Regions from separate parts of the Mus musculus genome. Here region 1 is linked to region 2. A link is a contact called in public HiChIP or PLAC-seq data. All regions are on one chromosome and are shown on one strand. Each heading gives the region's core, a stretch centred on a gene start, on an enhancer-like site or on the middle of the called end of the contact. The rest is flanking DNA. Distances are from core to core; before and after follow the strand shown.

Evidence for each region. HiChIP or PLAC-seq counts read pairs in DNA pulled down with a chosen protein or histone mark.
Region 1: an HNF4G HiChIP or PLAC-seq map of pancreatic cancer cells shows a contact between it and region 2. The contact joins the enhancer-like site here to the promoter of Spaca9 in region 2. A contact is called at or near these places in 11 of 39 promoter capture datasets (the 3T3-L1 cell line, the C10 cell line, the HPC-7 cell line and 8 more), 2 of 15 datasets of contacts at CTCF or cohesin (the G1E-ER4 cell line and pro-B cells), 34 of 484 Hi-C or Micro-C datasets (the AML12 cell line, B cells, the Ba/F3 cell line and 25 more), 8 of 115 datasets of contacts at active chromatin or transcription factors (T-cell acute lymphoblastic leukemia, astrocytes, bone marrow-derived macrophages and 2 more) and 2 of 9 other capture datasets (adipose tissue and embryonic stem cells).

What each region holds. Positions count from the first base shown.
Region 1 is chr2:28,752,471-28,758,000 of GRCm38.p6, reverse strand. The region is part of intron 10 of Ak8 (adenylate kinase 8); the gene reads right to left. Among named protein-coding and RNA genes, the nearest start is that of Mir3088, 22 kb to the right of the region's middle. Within about 2 kb of position 1,595, at least 10 of the 459 cell types and tissues checked have an H3K27ac peak or open chromatin away from gene starts, as enhancers often do. A contact at or near this core is called in the Ba/F3 cell line, bone marrow-derived macrophages and pancreatic cancer cells, where this site is marked.
Region 2 is chr2:28,695,065-28,701,066 of GRCm38.p6, reverse strand. Spaca9 (sperm acrosome associated 9) reads left to right here and starts at 1,416. Exons shown (of 5, transcript NM_027283.1): 1 at 1,416-1,485; 2 at 4,984-5,160. The coding sequence starts at 5,017. It overlaps Ak8 (adenylate kinase 8), which reads right to left and starts at 906. Exons shown (of 13, transcript NM_001033874.2): 1 at 793-906. The coding sequence starts at 876.

The DNA.
Region 1 (5,530 bases), core at 346-2,845, 57 kb before region 2:
GGTGTGCACACTTGTGTGAGTGCATGGATGTCACCACGAATGTGGGTCTTGGTCTTCTACTTTGACAGGACTTTTTTCTTCACTGCTTGTACTGTTCCCATGATCTCAGCACACTGGCGACTATCCCCAAAGAATTCCTGCCCTCTCCCCTCCCCCCCCCCCCCCCGCTCCTTCCTGAGTCAGGGTCTCACTATGTAACTAACAAACATCGATGAGCTTCCTTCTCGCCTTCCTGCCTCTGCCCTCTAAGTGCCAGGAATACCAGAGTCCATCATCATAGCTGGTTTACGTTGTGCCGGGGATTGGCTCCACGTCCTCATATATGCTTCATGTAGGCACACCCTACGCATGTCCCTAGTCTCGTGTGCTATCTCTCTAAAAGAGGAAGCTTCTATCGGCAGGAGGTTCCACTGGCCACTGTGAACTTGTTCCATGGGACAGATTCTCCCAGAAGGCTGTCCTTAGGTCCCTCAGGTGGCCCCCACATGAGGGGCAGCCCCACACCTGGGTGACTCCTGACTTCTTGTTTAACCAGCTTGGGAAGTTCTGCCAGGAGGCTGGCGTGATGGGGGTTTACCCAGACCTGCCCATCTTGGATTATTCTGGCCAGGTCTAGCATCCCTGTACAACACAGAGCATTGAAAAATTTAGAGTTTCCGAGGAGCTACAGAGCCAAGGTGTGCGGCCATCCTTTCCCATGGGAGTCTTAGTGTAGTGCACTTGGGGTCTCCTCTGGGGCATGGGCTGTGCTGTCTCAGGTGGCCTGAGATGAAGGGAGCCAGGAAGACTGCTGGCAGAGAACAAGAGGCAGACCCTTCAGGACACTGCCTCTGGGCCACTGCCCTGCCCCCATTCAGCCAGCAGACAGGTAGGGTCTGGGTGTGGAGGGGAGAATCCTGAAAACCCCAAATATGGCCCAAGAATCTGTAGAAGGCTTGTAGGTACCTCTGTGTGCCTCAGCTTCACACCTGTCTCGTTGCCTGCAGGCTACTGGCATGCTGGCCCAAGCCCACACGTTCCAACGCATTGTGAGCTCAGCAGCCACAGGCTCTCCAGACCAGATTGCACTGAGCTGCTCGGCTGCAAGTTTAAAATCCCCTTGATACCAGGCACATTTATCCTTCATCCTCTTCTCTCAGAGATTTCTCTCAGTCTAAAGTCGTTCACCATTAAGTTAGATGCCTCAGGCTTGATTTCCAAGCTTGACAGTTAACATATTACCCTTCATGCCAGCCACTGCCAAGGGCTAGTTCCCCAGAACGTCCTGTCAACGGAGGTTAGCAGAGTGCAAGACGTGAGTGGTCTATTAGTCCAGGACATCACACCAGGCGGTATTAGCTGGCTGGGGTTTGTTGGTTGGCTTTTTGTTTTTCGTTTCTTTTCTAGGCCATTAAAATCTCAGTTCGCTGATCCTGGGTGTGGGTGTGCTTGACATGGGGTTGCTGAGCTGCCTTCGGGCCCAGAAGGGCACCTACCAATACCCAGGGGCTCTGGGCAGCCTCTGGTCTTGAGTTAGGGGCTTGAGGTTAAACTCTCTACTTACATCCCGCTTCCTGCAAGTATCAACTTCCAGGGTGTTAGCAGACCACAGTGCCCCCTGCAGTCCATTCTACCAGGAAGCCAAGGTCTCCACATTCTGTGAGTCTCTTAACTTCCCTGGGCCTCAGAAAGAGCTTCACAGACTTACTTCAAATGCCTAGTCACACCTTCCTTACAACCCTCACTCCACCTGTACCCAGGGACCCCCGGCCCTCCACACACCCCTCCCCAGCACCCACTCCTGGCCCTCCACACACCCCTCATCTTTTCTTCAACCCTCACTCCTGTAATCTCTTTCCTCCCTCAGCTCTTCTTGGAACACTGTAGATGCCGGTGTCTAGGTTCAAGGAAGCCATCCAAAATAGGGCTCCCTCCTCCTGTACTCTGCTCCCTGGGTCTCCACTCTGTCCCCCCCACAGTCACCAAGAGACCTCCAGGTAGTCGGATAGGGAGAGCTAACGACAACAGCAGCAGCAGCAACAAGGACCATGGAGAGGAGAGGGCTGTTTTTAGTTTGACTTCCAGTCCATATACCAGAATGCTCCAGAGAGGGAAAGTGCTAGATGCCTTCCCAGGCTTAGCCTGGGTCTTGGGAATCTTTAAATCTTGTTCAAGTAAACGAAAGAAGAGCAGCCATTTCCTTATGATGCTGCCTCTGGCACTGATGACCTGAAAATCCTCTCTATAATGTCACCAGAATCAAGACTGGCATGTGAGCCCGAAGGTGATCTGTGGTGAGTCAGAAATACCCGGACCCAGCGCCTGGTATTTCTGGTAAAGGTGCTGTTTGTTTATTATGCACTGCCACCTACTGGCGAATTTTGGTTACTGCACCTGGGTGAGAGCCTACAGCTACAGGGTTTCCAAAACTGCAAGGGAGGTTAGAAGATACCTGGGTTGCTCCACCTGCTGCACCCTGCAGTTGCACACGGACAAAAGTCTTTAGGTCTCCCTGGCTACATATCCTAGACCAGCCCGACTTGCCAGGTCTCAGACACCAGGTGCAAGTTTAGATTCTAAAGCCTTTTACTTTTTGAATAGTGCAAACCAATTTTTACAAAATTATGGGTTTTATTATGCCTTCTTCATCAGTGCATAGTGGCCTAGCCACACCCATCAGTGTATCTTCTGCTGGCCCCCCTTCCCAAACAGTCTGACTGATTCTACTTTCAAAAATGAATCTGCAGTCCACATATGAGAGAGGAGGAGTCTATATTTATCTTTCTGGGTCTGGCTTATTTACCACAAGAATCTCCAGCAAATCTGTTTTCCAGCAAATGGCACAATTTCTTCTGCCAGAGGCCTCTATTCCCACATCTATGTTCCCTAACAATGAACCAACCTGCTTGGAAGGCAGCAGCTGCAGGGAATGCCAATGCTTTCCTATCCAGACCGGCACGTCAGCCTTGATCTCTGTGGATTCTGGAGTCTACCCTGGTTCTCACTCCTTACATCCTGCCACTACTTTTTATCAGTCCCTGCTCTGTGATGCCTTCTTACATGACACCGCATGGTGCTGGTGCTGATACAGCCAGAGCTGGGGGATGTCTCAGTTTGTCTCTGTCTTCTATAATTTCATGCAGCCCAACATAAGACTTGGGAACATGCTCAGTTGGCCACACCGTGCACTCGGACTCAGCGGCTAGTCTTACCCCACTTTACCTCCCCCCTCTCCCTTTCCCTCTGTCTCCCTTTTTAAGATTTATTTATTTATTTTATGTATATGAGTACATTATTACTGCCTTCAGACACACCAGAGGAGGGCTTCAAATCCCACTACAGATGGTTAGGAGCTACCATGTGGTTGCTGGGATTTGAACTCAGGACCTCTGGAAGAGCAGTCAGTGCTCTTAACTGCTGAGCCATCTCTCCAGCCCCCACTTCACATTTTTAATGGTCCCTGAGAGGATCTGAGAAAGTGAGACCAGGTCGACCAGTGTGTGTGTGTGTCCACACTGTGCTAGGGGAAGCTAATCACAGCATAGGAAGGTTGGAGGAGCCTGAAGTTAGTACATGTGTAAGAAACAGAGCCAGCCACATAGGACTACAGGGAGAGATGCCTGGCTAGTCCCACATGTCCCATGCTTATCACACCCAAGGCACAGAGCATACCGATGAGAGACCTGGGTTGGGCATGCTAGCCCCAGCAAAGACATATGGAAGAGGCCCAGGGGTTGAAGAGCCAGAAGCAAGACTCTGAAGACCAGCCAGCAGTCTTCAGGAATTGACATGTCGGCTAACCCCAAGGCAGGACAGTGTGGAGGCCAGCCCTCCATGGGGGCCCTATTCCACAGCCTCATGCTAAATCAAGACAGTGATAAACTAGCCTCCATCTTAGGCCATTGTGGGCCAGCTTACCACACGGTAACAGACCACGAGGGTATCAGGCTGCTCCTGGTTACTATAGAGACCAGGCATCCAAAACAGGTGGCTGTCACAGGAAAAGAACAAGATATCCAAAATGCATCCACAAGGGGTGGCTACATGGCTTGGTGGGTAAGGTGCTTGCTGTGCAAGTGTGAGGACCTAGGTTCACATCCCAGCATCCACATAAAAGTGTGAGTAGCGGTGCACATCTGTGAGTCGCAGACAGGATGGATCTCTGAAGCTCGCTGGCCAGCCAGTCTAGCCTAACTGGTAAGTTTCAGGATCAGTGACTGAGGAAGACACTCAACATTGACCTCTGACCTCCAGAGGTGCAGGACATCAAATGCATCTGTATTCATATCACCACCACAATAGCGATGACCCTGTCACTACACGGCAGGGTAGTGAGTGGGACCTGGGCATCACTGGGCTTCACATCCAACTGTTGTGCAGTCACCGTTTTGTTCTTTCTCATTTAGAAAGAGGCAGCAGAGGGTAACATCTGGGTGCTGGGGGTCAGAGGGTCAGGGGGCCAGGGGTCAGGGGGTTATGGGGTCAGGAGGTCAGAGGGTCAGGTTCTGTCCCCAGCATAGGGGCTGCATCATCTGTGTCCACTCTCTTGTTCACAGATATCAGCTGATCTGTCCTTGTGAGCATGCTGGTGCTGGACACTGAGGCCTTGCCTACCCAGCCCCACCCACGAGCAGACACAGGCAGGTAAATGCTTAGGTCTCTGGGAGGAGACAGAAGTTGAAGGTCAAAGTCAGGGCGGGCGAGGGTAGGGATGGAGTCCCTTCTCCTCAGTCCCAGCCCCTGGATCCCTGCGCGTGGCTGCGATGACCTCTCTGTTCTCAGGCCCCACGCTCCTCAGCTCCAGCCTGGCCAGGTCCCTCTGCACTCAGTGATTTCTGTCACCCACTGCCCCTTGCTGCCACAATGGCACTCCCCGAGCAATACAGACAAGTGTGGAGTTGCAGGCTCCCAGGGCTGGCTGGTGCTGAGCTCCTTAGCTGCCCCCTGTGCCCCTGAGCTGGGTTTGTAGGTAAGGAGGCCTCAGCAGCTCAGGCTTCAGGGGCCCCCCCTCGAGAACCATGCAACGATGCTTCCATCAGCTGGGGACACTCCCAGAGGAAAAGGGGCTTCCAGCCACCCCTGCCTTTGGGAAGGCCTGAGAGTGGCTTGACTGCAGCACCAGCCACGCCAGGGGCTACCCAGATGCTACAGCGGGGCTTCCTGCCGGGAGAGGCAGGCTGGGCTTCTAGGGAAAACCTGTCCAGGGCAATTTCACAGCTGAGAGCCTCGCAGTTTCATGTCTCTCTGAGGTCTCTTCCCCACCCCTTGCCCCCCTCCCTCCCCAAAGAGGAGATGCTTCCAGAAACTCTGGTCAGAGCAGAGGCGGCGGACACTTTGCATGTCTGGGGTCTCCGTGGACTGCCTAGAAATGTCTGGGTTTGTTTTGTTATCCACTGGATACCTGATACACAGCAAGCAGGCTTGGAGTCTGCGGGAAATCTGGGATGGGTGCCAAGCAGCAGGGGCAGCGAGCTGTCTGGCATCTTGTTCCTGCTTGCACTCAGGAATGGAGAATCTCCAGCTACCTCAGTTTCCCCCACTGGACTACTCA
Region 2 (6,002 bases), core at 167-2,666:
TTTGGCTGAAGGCCACAGTTGCCTGGGAACCAGGACAAGCTGGGAGCTAGTATAAGGGATGAGGGACGAGGGCTTTCAAAAGGCCAATTCTGAGGATAGAGGCTATGTAGAAAATATGCTGCCCCAGAGGAGACCACCTGGATAGGGATGCCATCTAAAACTTATACGGTCCCCTACTTGTCCTAACAGGGTCAAAGACACCCTCATGAGACAAAACACATGTGTCTTTTGCCTGACGGCTGAGACAATCGGTTTGGTCCTGGGAACTGGAATTTCCCAGGAACCTCATGCCAGGAGAAGGAAAAGGCTGGCACCAGCCAGAGGGGCGGGTCTCCTGGGAAGTTTTCCTCCAACTTGTCAGACCACCTTGCAGGAGGGAGTGGAACGGAGACAGATATGGGTCAGTGAGGTGCGGGATCACACTAGACTTGTGTGGACCCCAAAACTAGCCCCGGGAAGCAGGTCACTGAACTTCTTGAACGTGTTCCTCCTTCCATTGTGGTCACAGGAAATAAGCCTTTCTCTGACTTTTTCTTTTTTTCTGTTGCTTATCTCTTTAACTGGTCTTGGAGTGAGGTGGGTGAGCCTAGCTTGTTAGGGCTTCCAAGGCCCAGCTTAGGTAAGACTCAGGGCTCAGGAACCGGCTGAGGTTTCCCATACAATGCCAGAAGAGGCCCTGGAGACTACTGCGCCATTTCACAGGTGGGGAAACTGAGGAAAGGGATTTCCCCCCAGACCATGCTGCCGGCCCGGCCCGGTAGCCGTATTCCCTATCCTCGGGCGCCTGATCACCTGCATCATCTCGAAAATGTAGTAGTCTTCCCCGTACTGAGGCATTTCCGGGGGAATGCGATGAGGGGCTGTGGTTGCATCCATGTTTCCGACAGCGCTCCGCTCCTTAGTAACGGCGTTGCTGGGACGCCAAGCTATGCGTCATCGGTGAGCGCCTCAGCTGGGGCGAGTCCTGGTCCCGGATTCCATCCACCGAGGTCCTGATCTGCAGTCGGCTCTCCCTCCCCAGGGCCACAAAGCAAACCCCAGAACGCCTGTGGAGCTACAGAGCAATGGGGGATCGGATGACAGAATAAATCCTGCTTCTGGTGTAGCCAACTGTGCGGATCTGGGCGCTGGAAGCTGACCCTGCTCCCTGGATCTCAGTTTCCCCATCTTTAAATGAAAGACGCTGGGGCAGACGTGGGACCGGTTTCTACAGGAGGAAAAGTCATATGCGCCCAGATCATATGGGGGTGGGGGTGGGGGGAAACTGGGCGGGTCTCCTGGTTTGGGCGGCCGGCCGAGTCATGTGACCGGGTTGCCATAGCACCTGTGGTCACAATCGGCCAAGCCTGCCTGGCCTCTATGGCCTCGACCCCGCCCACGCCCATTTCCTGAGGGGCCTTCCCGCCCTCGGGGCCGCACACCCACGGAGGCACTGCAAGCTTCTGGGCACTCTGTGAGGCGAAGGCCAGTCCAAGTCAAACCAGGGTAAAGGGGGATGGAGCGCCGGCGACGAGCTGGGTCGAAAACACTATGGGAGTGGGGGAGAAAGAGGTGGAGGTGTCCTGGCCTAGGGGGAGGAAAGCTGCGTGTAGCTGTGGAAGAGGCAAGGGTGGCATCGTGGAGGAAGGACTCTGTGTAGTAACCCAGAGGGAGGTACACACAGCCTACGATGATAGCCACAAGTCCAACTCTAGATGTTGTAAATTTGACAGATTTACAGTGAGCCTAAGTTTCTACCCTGAGCAGTGGGGAACACTCAGGCATTCCTCCCACAACTACCCTGAAGTCCCCGACAGTGACTGGCCTATAGGGAGTGGACAGTGTGGGTACATAGTGATATCTCACTTAATCTTTAGACTAATCTTAATCTCACCTCACTTTGGACAACAATCGTTCCTGTCTCACAAGTTTTATCTTTATGTATTAATGTGTATAAGGGTGGGACAGAGGAAGAGCAGAGGCTGGGAAAGGGACTTTGGAACCCTGGAGCCAGAGTTGCAAGCAGTGAGCCAATAGATCTAGGTGCTGAGAACTAAACCCAGGCCCTCTGGAAGAGCAGCAAGTGCTGGGGACCGAGTCACTCCTGCTCCTGTAGCTCACCTGTTTGCATGGGTCAAGCTGGAGGAGCTCTCAGGGGCTCCGGGGGCCACAGCACCAGGCAGTGTCAAGTCAGATGAAAACCTTCTGCTCCGAAGACAGACAAGACACTGCAGAATAAGACAGGCCAGAGGAGTTAGCTGGTGGCTTTGGGCAAGTCATTTCCTCTTTCTGGATTTCTTCCCTCGACAGCTGCTGGGCACAGAGAGGAAGTTTCAATAGCTTGAAGAGTTTCTATCCAATCCCCCACCTTTTACAGAAACAGAGGCTAAGGCCTAGCAAAGGGGAAAAGTCTTGCCCAGGGGCTGAGAATGAAATCAGAGGGAGCCTCAAGGCTGAGAGCTAGCGTTCTGACCTGGGATAATGACACCTGCCCATGTAAAGCCACAGCGCAGCCCTCTGTCCCCGAGACCTGCTTCCTCAAAGGCCTCAGGCCTCGGTAGACTTGTCAGCTGGGGAAGCAAAGATGAGGCCTCCCCAACAAAGAAAGCAGCAGCCACACTGCAGCTTGCACTGGGGGGGGGGGGGTTCAGTGTGCTTCCTGGACATTTTTGAAGTGGCTTTCGTCTCCGCTCATTTATTTTAAGCCCTAGGCGCTTTTCATACTGCGATCTAATCTTCTTTAGCAGCCTGGAAAAATACAAATCAATTAAAGCCTCAAACCTATGGGGTAATCACCTTTCCCTCCCTTCTCCCCCAGAGAGAGCAGCGCCTGCATCCAGGCCTTTCATCCACTCTAATTTGGCTGCAGAGGCCTGTGGTCAGGGGCCAATCACTTTGGATAGCTAGTTACATCCCCTTCTGTGACATCCCTGACGTGTTCATGTCACAAGTTGCTAGGATCAAGAACTAAGTCAGGTTTGCTCTAGGGAGCTCGTGGGGCACAGCAAGCCAGTTAGCATGGCTTCCTTGGAGAACCTGGAAGCCCTGAGGATGGGCAGAGAGCTGAGCACAGGGGAGGGAGCCCCATGAGTGCTAATTCTCATTGCTCTGGGATAGGAGTGGAAGTGAGGCCCCCCAAGTCCAGCTAGAGGGGGACCCTAGAAGTGGATAACTTTCCAGATCCTTGCTAGCACCGCCCACCTGTTCCTTAGCAGCCACAGCCAACCTGATCCCTGTCATCTTGTCTCTAAGGAATATAAAAGAGGGAGGGTCCAATCAAAGAGCTACCCTGAATCAAGCAGGGATATGACAGATCCCGGCTTGCCCACTTCCCATGTGGGTTTAGCTTCTCCCTCAGATCTTTAAAGGGTCTCCTCTAGTCATCTCCAAGTTCTGTGATGTGCAGGCCAGCATCCACAGAGGCCATGTTCTGGTCTGTTCTCAGTTTTTTGATTTTTTGTTTTGTTTTTTGTTTTTTAATGGTTTTAGAGATTTATTGTAGAAAGGAAGGGAGAAACAGAGAGAAGGTACAAAGAGAGAAGCCAGCCATGGCCACATGGAGAGAGGGGAAAGGGAGAGAGAGAAGGAGGGCTAGAGAAGAGAGTAAGAAAGGTGAGAGCTGCCGGGCGTGGTGGCACACGCCTTTAATCCCAGCACTTGGGAGGCAGAGGCAGGCTGATTTCTGAGTTCGAGGCCAGCCTGGTCTACAAAGTGAGTTCCAGGACAGCCAGGGCTACACAGAGAAACCCTGTCTTGAAAAACAAAACAAAAATAACAAAAAAAAAAAAAAAAGAAAGGTGAGAGCTAAAGAATCTGTTCTCAGGTCTTATGTTCTCTGGCTGCCATTTATTTTGTCACAGGTGTTGTCCTAGTTTCAATGTCCTCACTAGGAAGCCACCAATGTCCCTTCCTTTATGTGCCTCCCTTACGCTTCTCCTTGCATGGCTGGCCTCTTCCACTTCCAGCATCCTGGAATAGCCTTGGGTCATGTGACACGGGCTGGCATGCTGGAGCCTGGGCTCTGGGTGTACCCATGGAAGGGTGGTGGGATGTGGGATAGTGAGGATGCTGTTTAGACATCAGGAAGCCTGGGATCGATGGCACACACTCACTGGGACTCCCTTATCTCTAGGTCTCCAAATACCTCCTGGAAGTTACAGGTTAGGGACTGCTGAGGTCCCTTCCAGCTCTGACATTCCTTAAAGACTATAAGCATTTTGTCGGAGGTCAGTAAACCATGACAGCATGGAGTAGGGCACCCCTGCCATGTCTGCTCAGGGGGGATCCTCAGTGCTTGAGGATCCAGCATCACATCAGTGATGGCCCTCGGGTTGCATACAGTTGGCCTTCCTAATCAGGCAATGCAGGTAATTAATATAAGACAGGGGACGAGTCTACACCCGCACCTACCTACCCTGGAAAGCTGCAAACCTGAGGCTGGGGCTCCTGCTCCAAGCCCCCCCACACACACACACAGAGAGAGAGAGAGAGAGAGAGAGAGACGCAGAGAGTCACACAGAACAACAAAGCACTAACTCTTTCTTTACCCTGGTTTTCTCCCAGACTTTCATCAACTTCACTGTAATAGACTCTTTTTTAAAAACTGATGTGTTGCTGGTTTGGGGGTTCTGTGGCATGTCCTTGAATCACTGGCTCTGCCACAGAGAGGTCCCGGATGCTGTGTGCACGCACACTCACAAGATAGTGTGTGTGTGTATGTGGGTATACTCTGTGATCTGGAGACACTGAGGACCACAGAAACTGTCTCTGGGTGAAGGAAGCCACAGGTCATGGCAGACTGTGTCCTGGGAAGGCAAATAGACAAGGGTCAGACTTGGTGCAGTGGTGAACAACTCGAAGGACTTAGAACAAGCTTGTGGCTGCCTGACCCTGCTTCCTTTTCCACAAAGTAGGGACACATTGCTATGGGAGGATGCTTCCATCCAAAGCTGCATGGAGATTCTGGCCCCTGGGGCTTCAAGGCTCTCCTCTTCCTCCCAATAGACCCTTTCTGTCCTGTGAGACCTAAGAGCAACAATGAATGAGGTGAAAGAGTCCCTCCGCAGCATCGAGCAGAAGTATAAGCTCTTCCAGCAGCAACAGTTCACCTTCATTGCGGCTCTGGAGCACTGCCGGGAGAATGCCCACGACAAAATCCGGCCCATCTCCAGTATCGAGCAGGTGATGCCTGGCGTGCTGGTGTGTGTGCGTGTGTGTGTGTGTGTGTGTGTGTGTGTGTGTGTGTGTGTGTGTGTGTGTGTGCGCGTGTTCTCCCCTGCCCTGCCCCTCACCCCAAACATGAACAGTGGAGCCCCAGAGAGGACAGGCATATGTGAGTTGGAATGCAGACTCGGATTCTAACTGATGGAGAGGGTCCCTCGGTTATTCCTCTCTACCAGGCACATAACAGCGACTAAAGTACAGCTTGAGACTGAGACAGCTTGGGCCTAAGTCAACCTGCCACCCAGTGACCATATTTCACTACGCCTCAGTTTCCCCACCTGTAAGGCGTATCTAATGAAAGAATCCATGGCCTATACTAAGCACTCAAATGTCCGGTGTCACCTAGGCTAAGCACTGTGGATTTGTTGATGAGCTGGTAGGGAATGGTCCCTCTCAACGGATTCTGCCACAAACTGGCAACTGGCCCAGCTCACTGGTGGAGGGAGGCTCATCGTTTTATTAAACCCATTTCTTTAAGGATGAGCTATTGTCCAAATTCACTCCGTAGGGGGTGGAGGCCTTCCTGGACCTTAGGACCCCCAGCCTGCTGGGCAGTGAAGAATGCATACACAGGTTGGACCCTAGAACTAAAATGTTAAGGCTACCGAAAAGGAGTCAAGGCCCCCTGAAGGACTTGAAGGAGTCTAGGGGTGGGTGTGGTGACGGTTCTAAGTACTCAGGAGAAGGAGACCCAGGAAACAGGCGACCTTTGCCAAAGGTACTCTTCAACATTCTTTTTCTAAAATCTGTAAAAATTTTCTTTTTTTACTTGAAAACTGCTGACATGAAGAAACTCAACC